Linked DNA regions of Mus musculus: region 1 is linked to region 2. A link is a contact called in public HiChIP or PLAC-seq data. All regions are on one chromosome and are shown on one strand. The core of a region is the stretch at or near the end of the contact, and the rest is flanking DNA. Distances in the headings are between cores, read along the strand shown.

Region 1 (6,077 bases), core at 2,537-5,036, 280 kb before region 2:
GTTCCTCATCTCTGGTCTCCTGGGTCTCCAAGGGGATGCCCCCACTCCCACCCTATTCTTATTCATTTTCTTTGTTCCCTTTCCTTCAGCTTCACGCTACAGTTGGGCAAATGCTCTCCCACTGAGCTCTGAGCAGAATTCCTGAGGATGAAAGAGTGAAGAAGGTTCTGGAAAGGTCACGGTCTATTCCGCTCTCTTACTCCCTCTCTGGAGGAGGCCAACATTAAGGAGCCTGTGATGGGAAGAGTATACTGAGCATGTCGCACAAAACCAGGGTACTGAACTCAACATACATTGCCTTCTGAATCTTCCCACCTGGAAAGGTGCTGGGCCTAGAGAGGTGATTGCCCAAAATTTCAAATGAAATACATAAACTTGATGCCACTGATACTATTAGCATAGGGGTCTCGGGAGTATAAAGACACAGGTATGGTTTCCGTACCATAAACACATAAACCATAAATACCATAACCAAAAAAATATCATAAACCAAAACCAAACAAACAAAAATACCATAAACTCAAAATTATCGATAGGACATCAAGGATGGTTGGCAAGTTCACAAGGCTGTTGTTCATTATGCCTGGCCTTGGCTTTGCAGAATCTAACAAGCCATTGTCATCAGGAGCTCATGTCTTTTAATCAGGTTGGATCTGCCTTCCCGGTGGACGTAAGGAAAGTTCAGAGAACTGTTCTCAGCATTTTCGACCTCCGATGGCACTGGATGTTGAGAAGTTAGGAAAGCACAGGGGATCTGAGCTGTGGCCTTTGTTCTGATTACTCATATTTCCAACTTTTGGTTTGCATTGAGCAATTCCCAGTAACAGATGGGATCTTTTGGCACAGGAACAGGGCGTTATGTTTCCAGATTCCTCCAGAGGACCTGACCGATGTAATGCCTAGGGGAGGTGTGGATCCCTGGGGAATGCATGAACCCAGGGTCCCATGTGTCCTGTGTTGTGTGGGAAGCATCACCATTCTGACATGCTGAGGATAAAAAAATGCCTGCACTAGTGGGTGGGGAGTGTCAGCCACTGACACTAGGCACCACACTGTGTCCATATCATAGCTGTTACTGTGGTGGTCAGTGAACACTGTGCATAGAGGCTGTCCTAATGGGTTGATGTCTCTAGTAACCACTGTTGCCTTCCTTGCCTGGCAAGATCTGCCCACCCATTTGACTCTGTCTTCTGTCTTTCCCCTTCTGACGTTCTCTGGGTGAAATCTAGGCAGTAAGCACCATTACCTATGTGATTTCTCAGCATTTAACTCAAACTATCTGTACTATACACTTTCTCTAGGAGTCTGACTGGGATCTTCTGAGAGCAAGACCCAAGCCCAGTTAACTTCGTTCAGTTTCCAGGGCAATCCATAGTCAATAATATTCATTTGTGAGTGAATAGAATAGATGGATGATACATGAACAGATATGGTTCATAGGGCAGGGGCAGTTGGAAATGAGTCCACAGGTAGATAGATACATAGGTGAGGGCAGCCAGATTGTGACTTGGAGTGGAAAGCAAGAATTGTATGAGTACAACCAAACTAAGAATCTCAGGAATTATTAATAGATGTTATTTTTATAGGCAGTTACTTTTAATGAGGATCCCAAGAAGGTGTTATGTGCATATGTGGGGACCTGGTAAACACCCATAAACCAAGACCAGACCAGGGACCTCTTCATAGAGTTCCCTGCCATCTCCTGAACAAAGCTGTGGTGGGGTATGTGAGGAGCAGCAGCCAACTGCTTTACCAGAACTTCTTCTGCAGGGTGATGCAGAAGGGGAAACTGTCTCCCCTAGGGTCCATGCACAGTGGGGTGAGCAGGGAGTTTCTTGAGATGCTATCCAGGAGCCCTGCTTGGAAGGGGTGTTTTCGTGGCTGGGACCTCTCAGGTTGTCCTTCGTTATTGACCAATAAAACTAAGTGCAAGTTTTAGAAGTACTGTGTGACACTTAAGTAGCTTAAAAGGGTTTAAATTACTAATACAAAGTAGTATTGAAAAACTAGGAGTATAAGTTCTTATCATTTATGTTGCAATAAAAAGAATTCTGAGTAGGGGGACTCTGAGTACAGCTTTCCAGCGACCTGGACAAACTTAGTGATGACTTTGCAAGGAGTGATGTTGGCTGGCAACTCAGACCCACAGCTGATCAAATTCCACTCTAGGATCCAGACTATCCTTGAACATGTGGCAGTCCCCCTGCCTCAGCCTTTCAAGTGCTAGGATTATATGTCAATGCCTGGAACAGTGCCTGGCTCGGTATACGGTTATTGCAAGGTCTACCCAGTTCTGGTTTTTAAGCCTGGCATTATGATGTGTGCCTATAATTCTACCACCCGGGGAACTAAAGCAGGAGAGTCCCCTAAGAGTTTGAGGCCAGGCTGAGCTAAAAATAAACTGTAGAGCAAGACTGTCTCAAAAAAGTCACAACCAACCAAACAAAAACTAGGTTTAGCTGGCTTCTTGACTTGGCTTGATCATCTATAAATAAATGAGATTAACCAGGTGTCATCTACATTTACTAATCAGATTACACCCCTTCGACTGTTTACAAAGCCACTGAGAGGGCTCAGCAGAGTCTTAGTTTGGGTTTCATTGCTATGAAAGGATTCTGTGGCCAAGACAACTTTTTTTTTTTTTAAGATTTATTTATTTTATGTATGTGAGTACACTGTCACTGTCTTCAGACACACCAGAAGAGGGCATCAGATCCCATTACAGATGGTTGTGAGCCACCATGTGGTTGCTGGGAATTGAACTCAGGACCTCTGGAAGAGCAGTCAGTGCTCTTAACGGCTGAGCCATCTCTCCAGCTCCTAAGACAACTCTTATAAAGGAAAACATTTAATCAGGGCTGGCTTACAGTTTCAGAGGTTCAGTCCATTATCATCATGGCAGGAAGCATGGCAGCGTGCAGGCAAACACGGTGCTGGAGAAGCCTAGAGTTCTATATCTTGAAGGAGACTGTGTCTCACAATGGGTATGGCTTGATCATATATGAACTCACAGCCTACCTCTACAGTGACAGACTTCCTCCAACAAGGCCACACCCACTCCAACAAGGCCACGCCTCCTAGTCGTGCCACCCTTCCTTCTGGATGATGGGTTGCCAGCAAGCTTTTGGGGACAGGTAATATTGGGGACCCCCCCTTACCTCACTGCTTTCTCAACTGACTGTGATGTCAGAGCATCTGACGTCCTGGTGGAGGCTACATCAGAATAAGCATCTTTCCTGAAAACTTTATATACTTTTCCCAAACTGTATTTTATTTTATTTTATTCTTGTAAGGTGATGGATGGCTCTACCAGCAGCAAGCATGAGTGGTAGAAATGGCACTGGCTGTCACAGGATGACGGTTTTGTGATACCAGGTCTCCCAACAGGTAGTCTAGAAGGATGGGATAAGGGAGGTGTGCATCTTCAGGTCCTGGGGTGGGTGGGGGTGGGAGTAGCAGCAGTTTGGTGGCAGAAACCACCCCCACCTAGTTCATTTTTAAGTCCCAACACTGAAGGAAGTCTCTGGTGGAATGCCAGGACTCTGCTTGTAGCCAATCCTCTTTCAGGAACTTTTAAAAAATAAGATAAAAGACTTGAAGGCAACTCCTGTGCCCTTTCTGATTGTATAGAACTAGAAGAGTCATAGGTCACGGGAGTAGGAATTAAAATGTCTCCTTTGAAATATTATATTAGCAATCTTAATTGGTACCAGAACCATGAACTTAGACCCAGTTAAACGCAATGCTTCTGCTTAAGAGAAAGGGGAAGCTGTCTGATTGCAAGGACTGCATGATAAAAATAATCTCTGAGGCCGGGCGGTGGTGGCGCACGCCTTTAATCCCAGCACTTGGGAGGCAGAGGCAAGCAGATTTCTGAGTTTGAGGCCAGCCTGGTCTACAAAGTGAGTTCCAGGACAGCCAGGGCTACACAGAGAAACCCTGTCTCACCCCCCCCCCCAAAAAAACCCCACAAAAAACAAAAATCAAAAATAATCTCCGAATGTTAGGCAATTAACATCACAGTTACACCTACTCATTGTTGTTTAGGAGCCTGTATAGCCCAGGTTAGCCTCAAACTCACAGCAGTCCTCCAGTGTCAGCACCCTGAGTTCTGGGACTACAAGTGTCACCATATTCAGCCACAGCCTCATTAATAGAGACAGAGATTGCAGGTAATGCAAGCATAATTGAATTGATGCAGCTTCATCCTGACTATAATTTTCAGTTTTGGGGGCCACATTTGAAAAGAGATTTGAGCTAATTTAAGTACAACCAAATACGAAACAACCATTAATGGATCAATTAGGCCACCATGTTACAATTTTCAATGTATATTTTTTCGAAACATGTATATATAATTTAACCTGAAGAAGACTTTAAATGAATATCTGAGCTGCTATGTTACAGAGCAAAGAATGCTGCAGTGAGATTTATTCTAGCAGGAAGAAGTGAGGCAGTAAGGAAAAGTTAAGAGAGTAAGCAGAAATTCCACCTGTTTCCAGGAGACCACCGGGCACCAGGTACCCCAGGTAAGACCCTGCCCTATGACCTCCATCCCCCCTTAGAGTACACTATAAACTGTACCCCCATCCCCTGGGCTTCATATTCCAAACCACAACTCTACCTGCTTTCTCAGAGGCTACGCCAGCACCAGGAAGATCTCTGCTTTCCTAGAGATCATGCCGGTTCTATAGACCCCAGAGGCTACATCAGCATCCAAAATCCCAGAATTCTTGTAGGTTCCCAAAGCCCCAGCAAAGACCAGAGAGGAAACAGAAACCAAGAGGGAAAAAACACCAATCACCTGCTCCCTCCTGCCATCTAACAAAGATAAACTCAGAAGTCAACATCTAAACCTATAATAACCCCATAACAGATGAGTAGTGGCCAGCTAGCATGATCAACAACAGAGAGGACAGTAAAGCACAACCAGAGCCCAGCTATCCTACTACAGCAAGCCCTGGGTATTCCAACACAGCTAAAGCACAAGAAAACGGCCTCAGTCCAATCTCACAAAGATGATAGAGGCCTTTAAAAAGAGAATGAAAACATTCCTTAAAGAAATACAGGGAAAAAAAACAATCAAACATGTGAAGGAAATAAGTGAAACTAAAAATGGAAGTAGAAGCAATAAAGAAAACAGAAACTGAGAAAATCCTGGAGGTAGACAATCTAAGTAAGCTAACAGGAACTTCAGACACAAGCATCACCAACAGAATCCAAGAGATGAAAGAGACAAGCTCAGGTGTAAACGATACGATAGAAGAAATTTTTACATTGGTCAAGGAAAATATTAAATCTAAAAAGTTCCTGAAACAAACAAACAAAAAAATCCAGGAAATCTGGGACATTGTGAATAAACCAAACCTAAGAATAATAGGAATAGAAAAAGGAGATTTCCAACTCCAGGGCCCAGAAAACATCTTCAACAAAATCGTAGAAGAAAACTTCCTTAACCTAAAGAAAGAGATGCTTATAAATGTACAAGATGCCTAAAGAACACCAGATAGATTGAACCAGAAAAGAAAATCCTCATCACATAATAATCAAAACACTAAATACACAGAGCAACAACAAAAGGAGATCAAGGGGATACAAACTGGAAAGGAAGAAGTCAGTGTCTGCATTGGCAGATGATATGATAGTATACATAAGTTGTAGTCTTCCCTTCTCCCCAGGGGCTATTGGCCCCCAGCCCACAAGGACAAAGGGAGCAAGGATTCCAATGGCCTGTGAGAACAATGAAAATGACTACCAGGATCAGCTTCAGAGAGATAGCTCAACTTTAATCATGGTAAATCAAGGGTTGTATAGTTTTGGGGGAGGGAGTAAGGATATCTACAGTGGGTACATAGCATTGGCTACAGTTTAGGGTACCTCATTTGCATAGAGAGGCATTCCAGGAATTCTGGGTGCTGATACCAGGTTCTTACCAGGAGAAAGGAAGCTGAACCTATAACCTCATCCATGCTATGTGACATTCTGCAGGAAAAGAGGGCAGGGGACAAGGTCAGAGAAGGAGACATCCTGCAGGTAAAGGGAGTCCTCCATTTTGGGGCTGAAGAGAACAATGAATC
Region 2 (6,746 bases), core at 3,150-5,649:
TATAAGACAAACTAAATTATAGATTAAGGATTCAAGATAGCTGCGTGCGGTGTTACGTGACCTTAATCCCAGCCCTCAGAAGGCAGAGGTGGACAGATCTTTGTGGTTTCGTGGCCAGCTTGGACTACACAGTGAGTGTCAGGCCAGAGTGCTGTAACTAACAAACAAAAGCATATCTAACAAAAGAACAGAAACAACCATGGAGGGAGGGGTCAGGGAGACAGGAAGGGGGATTAAGAGCACTGGCTGCTCCTCCAGGAAACTAGGACTCTGTTCCCAGCACCCACATGACAGTCCCAGGAGACCTGGGACTCTTCTGGTCTCAGTGACACTGCCTGCATATAGTGCACATCCATTCATGTTTATCCACATGCTAAACAAAGGAGTAAATACAAAAAAGAGGAGAGTGAGATATGAAAGTCTCCTACTCTTAAAATTGTTTTGCTCAAAAAAGAAACAGTAGAGAAAAAATAAAAAAGAAGTAAAGGCCAAAGTGACGCAGAGGAAAACGGTTTAGATAAGCACGTGTCAGATCCAGAACGGAAAAAGATTTCACAAGAAGATAAAAATAATAAAGAAGTCTATTACAGAAAGTGTCGACTTATTCTACACATCATTTTAAATGTGTAGCTGAAATACCTTACATTCAATAAGAAGCAAATTACAACTGTCATAAAGAAAATGATGGCTAAGAGAATGGACTGATTTTTTTTTTTTTTTTTTTTTTTGGTTTTTCAAAACAGGGTTTCTCTGTGTAGCCCTGGCTGTCCTGGAACTTACTCTGTAGACCAGGCTGGCCTCGAACTCAGAAATCCGCCTGCCTCTGACTCCCAAGTGCTGAGATTAAAGGTGTGCACCACCACGCCTGGCTGATAATTTTTAAAAAGAAATAAAATTTTAAAAAATGTTTAACCTCATTGATAATCAAAGAAATATATATAAAACAGTATACAAGGCACCAGGTTTCACCACCAGACAGACAATTTTTAAATGATCCTGTTGACAAACGAACAGCCAGACATGCCTACAGTAAGTTATCCTAACTTCATAACTGCAGTGGGAAGAGAAAGCATGAATGTTCAAAACAGAAATCAACAAGTTTTATGACAGCCATTCCCAGAAATGGCATTTCCAGAAATCCATCATAAGGAAATAATAAAAAATGCATGTAACGATGGATTTATGTGTGAGCATATATACTTCAACATTATTTTAACAGCAAGTTGTAAACACAACAAATTTCAATAAGTAAATAATTCAATAAATCCTGACAGATCCATTAATAGATTATCTTATGCTATTAAATCAGCTTTTTGAAATGTTGGGACAATTTGTTTTCTATATGGGAATTCAATGTCTGTTGCACACTGCACGCACACACACACACACACACACACACACCCTACTTACAAACTACATAGTGAAAAAGAAAAATTCCAAAACTTGAAATTACAAAAAAAAAAAACGTAAGAATATTTTAAAAATCAAAATAAGGAAGATTTATTAAAACACAAAATTCAGAAATGATAAGAGATCACAGTTAAATATAACTCCCAAACTCCCCTCCATTCCCCAGACATAGCGCCACACATACACGAGCCTTGGAGGGTCCATAACAACCCCAAAACTTATAGGCCAAGCTAACAGGAACCAATTCTTCTGGCTCTGAAGATGAGCCTACAATCCAGGGCTGGCTGGAGAGCCTGAGGTTCCTTCGAGGGCTCTAGAGGAGAACTCTTCCTTGTCTTTCCCAGCTTCTGGTAAAGATAGAGAGCACTGACTTAGAGCAACATAAAGCCAGTGCCTGTGTCTGCTTTCTCCCTTCTGTCTCTTGTAAGAACACCCAGGCCTGAGAGATGGGTCATCAGTTAGGAGGAACTAAGTTCCATTCCCAGCTACATGGAGACTTGAAACCATCACAACTCATACATGTACACAGACATACATGTACCCACAGACATAAAATAAACTGATAACTGAAAAACAAACAAACAAAAAAACCACTGTCTTTTAGGCCTCCCTAACTCTTGATTCCGGGGTGACAATCTCATCTTGGAATCACTAACCTCATCTGTAGAAATCCCTTTTCTAACCCAGGTTACGTTCAGCAGGCCAAGGGGCTTGGGCACATCCTTGGTGGGGGATGTCACAGTTGAACCCAATCTACCTTGAAGCATTACCTTCCAGGGGAAGTTGCTCCACAACCACATTTACCTGAGAGAGAGGGCGTCGTGCAGCTCCCTACACAGCAGCTACCCTGGAGTGGATCCTGCTGCTAAAACATTTAGGGACATCCTGCCCCACCACCATGCTGGTTAGCACCACTATTGAAGTCACCTGACATAGTCTTCAATCATTCGCAACATCTTCTCCTCATCCACTACCTCTATTCTGCCTCACTATTTCCTTCTCAGATGGCTCTCTGGGATCTTCCTCCTTCTTCACCGCCTCTGCCGTACGGAAGACCCTCACAGTCTCCATTAAAACAGGTATACTGATCTTCATGCTCTTTCTTCGCCCAGTAGGGAAACTTCTGAGCCTCCTTCTTATACATGGTCTTCCTAGAATTTTACCGCACCTTAAACATCACCCACACCCTTCAGAGGAGAGGGGCTGAGGGCTCCTGAGAGTCATATTTTCATCCAACAACCTTCTTAAGTACCAACTACAAACCAGATATTGTAAAATTTGAACAAAATAAACTCCCCAAGGTCAACTATCACGCTAGCACAGTGGTTCTCGTGCTCCTGAACACTGCTACCCTTTACTGCAGTTCCTCATGTTGGGTGGACCCCAAACATAACATTACTTTCGTTGCTACTCTAGAATGGTAACTTTGCTACTGTCATGAATAATAATGTAAATATATATGCTTTCTGATGGCCCGAGGCCACCCCTGTGAAAGGGTCATTTGACCCCCAAAGAGGTTGCGATCCACAAGTTGAAAAACACTATTCTAGAGGGAAGGAAAATAACTCATCACGATATAAAGTATAAAACGTGATATGATGTAATCTTCAGCAATAATAACAATGAAAAGCCCTGCGGAGGACCGGGAACACAGGAGGAGGTGCTGGAGAGGCTAGACATGGAGTCTGTGAGGCAGACAGGAGGAAAATGATGGCACTTCTGCCCTCTAATCCCTAACCAAAGAGCATGTGGCCCATGCTTAGCCCGAAGTGAACTGGTCCCCCTCCCTAAGTAGTGTAGACCTGACCCTAACACATCTTCTGTCCTACTCCGATGGACTAATGATCTTAGTCAAGTCCTTGACTTCTTTAGCAGGCTCACTCCAAACCTATGAACTGGTTTAAGTGCAGGCAGGCCAAGCTTGCTGCTATGGAGTCCACATTAAGTAAGAGTCATGACTAAAGGGAAAGTCACATTGGTCTTGACCTGAAATCTCAAAAAGTACTGATGAGCCAACGAAGCAGCTTAGGAACAGGGCTGCAAGGGAACACCTATCGGCACTCAGCAGAGAACCCGGGATACTGCCACTATTTCTAGGACTGGATAGCAGCTCAGGCTACCTAGCCTGGGCTGGCCTCCCCCTTGCTCATCCCCAATGGCAGGAGTAGAAGAGAGACTGACTGTAACAGTGATGTGACCATGACAGCATCTCTAATAGCCCAACCTTGGGCTGCCTCTGCTTCAGGGTTAGCCTCTGCAATAACCCAGGACCCCCCCCCCGCCCCCCAGATCATGTACCCAGCCATTCCTCAAGCCTAATAAATGTAAACTCAGAGAGAGAGAGAGAGAGAGAGAGAGAGAGAGAGAGAGAGAGAGAGAGAGAGAGAGAGAGAGGTCAAGTGCACTCAGCAGTCAGTCAGCTCCCCACGAATTCTTTTTGCTCATACACATGAACAAAAGTATGAAGCCAGGCTCCAGGGGAAGATCCTTTCACTGCTTGCCTGAGCCATTGAAAAGAGCATATTGCTCAACAGTGGCAAGCATGAAATCCTTCGCATCTGACCATGCCCCATCTAAAGCGTTACAGAAGCAATGCTTAGCTGTTGCCACCTCCGTCCATATCACAGGAGAGTGTCCAGGGCTTACTTAGGACTGAAATTCTTTCTTTGCACCTGTCATTTTACAAGCATTATATTGCTACTCCTTACAATCACTGGCAAGAAGTACTGATAATACATTCTGAGGTATGAGCCAGACAGAGTGGTGCACGCCTTTAATCCCAGAGGCAGGGATCTATGAGTCTGAGGCCAGCTTGGTCTACAAAGTAAATTCCAGAATAGTCAGGGCTACATAGACAAACCCTGTCTCGAAAAACAACAGCACCTACCCCTAGCCCCACCACCAAGCACCAAGATTCAGAGTAACCCCTGACAAGAATAGTGCTTCTGGGAGGAAGTAGGGAGGTTGGAGAACTGAGAGTCTGGGTCAGTTTTTAAGTGCTAGCCACGGTCTGGGATGTCACAGGGACCTCAGAGAGGAAGCTGGCAGAGGCCTCCCTAATCAGCAGACAGGAGACGCTGGTAAGGGCAGTCAGGCACATGCATATGCACAGGTGTACCACGGATGAAACTGCTACCAAGAACACAGTATTTCTAACATCAAATTTAATCATGGAGGAAGCAGCATACCTATGTTGTGTTCCCTGTACAAATACATTTTCCATCCCTGAATCAAAGAATTATCAGCTATCCCGGAGAAACCCCTTAGGGCTCTTCAGATGGTCCAAATGACATTTCAAAGGACTGTTGCACTCCCTAGCATGCCGGTGGGGGACCGTTACCATCAATGACTGATTTGCCAGAGGAGTCCTCTGAAAGGCATGTGGCCACTTTTTACAAAATAGAGTCACTAACATTTGTGAACTCCTTCATTTGAACATATCTTCCCCCCTCCCCCCAACTTTTCCAATGTAGTTTAGAAGGTGACTTAAAAGCAAGAAAGTGGTAAACCCTGTGTTCTGGCTAAATGAAGGGAGATGCACTCCAAACTATAACATGTTTGACTCATGTCAAAAGGCCAGTACAAAACAATGGGAGACAAGATAACTCTAATATAATTTCGTTTATAGCTTATGTGCTAAAGTTAAATTTCAGATATTGTGATGGTTTGTATATGCTTGGCCCAGGGAGTGGCACTGTTTGGAGGTGTGACCTTGTTGTGAGTAGGTGTGCCACAGTGGGTGTGGGCTTTAATACCCTTATTTTAGCTGCCTGGAAGTGAGTATTCCGATAGCAGCCTTCAGATGAAGATGTAGAACTTGCAGCTCCTCCTGCACCATGACTGCCTGGATGCTGTCATGCTCCTACCTTGATGATAATGGGCTGAACCTCTGAACCTGCAATCCAGCCCCAGTTAAATATTGTCCTTATAAGACTTGCCTTGGTCATGGTGTCTGCTCACAGCAGTAAAACCTTAAGATAGTTATACCAAGTTTAATAATGTGTACTACTAAAGTTAGCATTTCCTGTTTCTTTTTTCTATTATCAATTCGAGGCACTTTACTTTACACCTATGGCTCACATTCAGGCCTCATGTTCTCAAGTATTACCCCACACCCATTTTGGAGGGAAGGGCCCTTGATTCTCATCTACTGTAACTGTTTTATACGCCTTGCTGTTTCTTCTCTTGAAATCTGAGATGTACTGAGTTAGTATTTAATGAGCATATTCTACCTTCTCAGCATCCCCCATATAAATATGAAAACCATTTTAAGCACAAAATGTTTCCCCAGTCAATCTTCAAAGGCAACTTCAGAAAAAGAACAATGAAGGCCATTTGGAACAGGAATTGTACTGACTTCCTACCACACAGATGCAAGGGCCAAGGTCATTAATAGAATTAATTACCTTGTAAGAAGTCACTAGATCTACTCAGTAAACAGAGCAAGTGAGATGAAGATCAATATGAAAACTGTTTATTCTCAGACCTTAATAACTGACTTGTGTTGGGTTGTTTACAGCCTAAGGAATGATATGAGCTTGCTAGGGGAAAGGTTAAGTTGCTGGGAACACAACTCAATCATGGGCTCGTGGGCACCTGTGCAAGGCCCAGCACTGTGCAAGGAAAGAAGAATGGAAAGAAAGAAGGAAGAAGGAAGAAAAGGAGGGAGGGAGGAAGGGAAGGAGGGAGGGAGGGAGGGAGGGAGGGAGGAAGAACTAGGTAAATTAATCTGAGATACAGCTCAGTGGTAGAGAAATCAAAGAGTTCTGGGGTCAGTCCCCAATACCACCAAAACAGAAAGAGAGGGTGAAGAAGGGTGGGAGGGAAGGGAGGGGGAGGGGAAGAATATGAATATATTTTGAATAGTAAAGGGTACATTAAGCCAGATATGCAAACAAGTTCATTCCCCAACCCATCAAAGAGACACTATTGCTACCAGCAGTATATAAGGAATCACTTCTATGTCTCTTCTTTTTCTGGTTTAATTTTTATGGTTAAGCCTTTCCTGTGGTGTTTACACTTATTAAATTACAGATACAACTGTATATATTTAACAGATACAGCATGATACTTTCAAATATATGCACATTTTGTAAGGGCTAAACATAGCTAATTTTCTAAAGTGTATCATCTTTGTGGTAAGAACATTAAAAACCCATTCCCAGCACTTCTCAAGACCACTACTGCTAACTAGTGCTGGTGGCTCTTGTCTATAAATTCTAGCACCTTGGAGGTGGAAGCAGAAGGATCAATGGTTCAAAGCTGACTTTGGCTATATAGCAAGTTTAAGGCTGGCTTAAACTACCTGAGACCTTGTCTCAATATCCACAACTCTA

What was found. HiChIP or PLAC-seq counts read pairs in DNA pulled down with a chosen protein or histone mark.
Region 1: an H3K27ac HiChIP or PLAC-seq map of microglia shows a contact between it and region 2, with 5 times the contacts expected there. The contact joins two enhancer-like sites. A contact is called at or near these places in 1 of 39 promoter capture datasets (embryonic stem cells), 1 of 484 Hi-C or Micro-C datasets (embryonic stem cells), 1 of 115 datasets of contacts at active chromatin or transcription factors (microglia) and 1 of 9 other capture datasets (embryonic stem cells).

Annotation. Positions count from the first base shown.
Region 1 is chr6:34,338,335-34,344,411 of GRCm38.p6, reverse strand. No RefSeq gene overlaps it. Among named protein-coding and RNA genes, the nearest start is that of Akr1b8, 13 kb to the left of the region's middle. Within about 2 kb of position 3,786, at least 3 of the 459 cell types and tissues checked have an H3K27ac peak or open chromatin away from gene starts, as enhancers often do. A contact at or near this core is called in microglia, where this site is marked.
Region 2 is chr6:34,063,269-34,070,014 of GRCm38.p6, reverse strand. The region is part of intron 7 of Lrguk (leucine-rich repeats and guanylate kinase domain containing); the gene reads right to left. Among named protein-coding and RNA genes, the nearest start is that of Gm38786, 37 kb to the right of the region's middle. Within about 2 kb of position 4,399, at least 2 of the 459 cell types and tissues checked have an H3K27ac peak or open chromatin away from gene starts, as enhancers often do. A contact at or near this core is called in microglia, where this site is marked.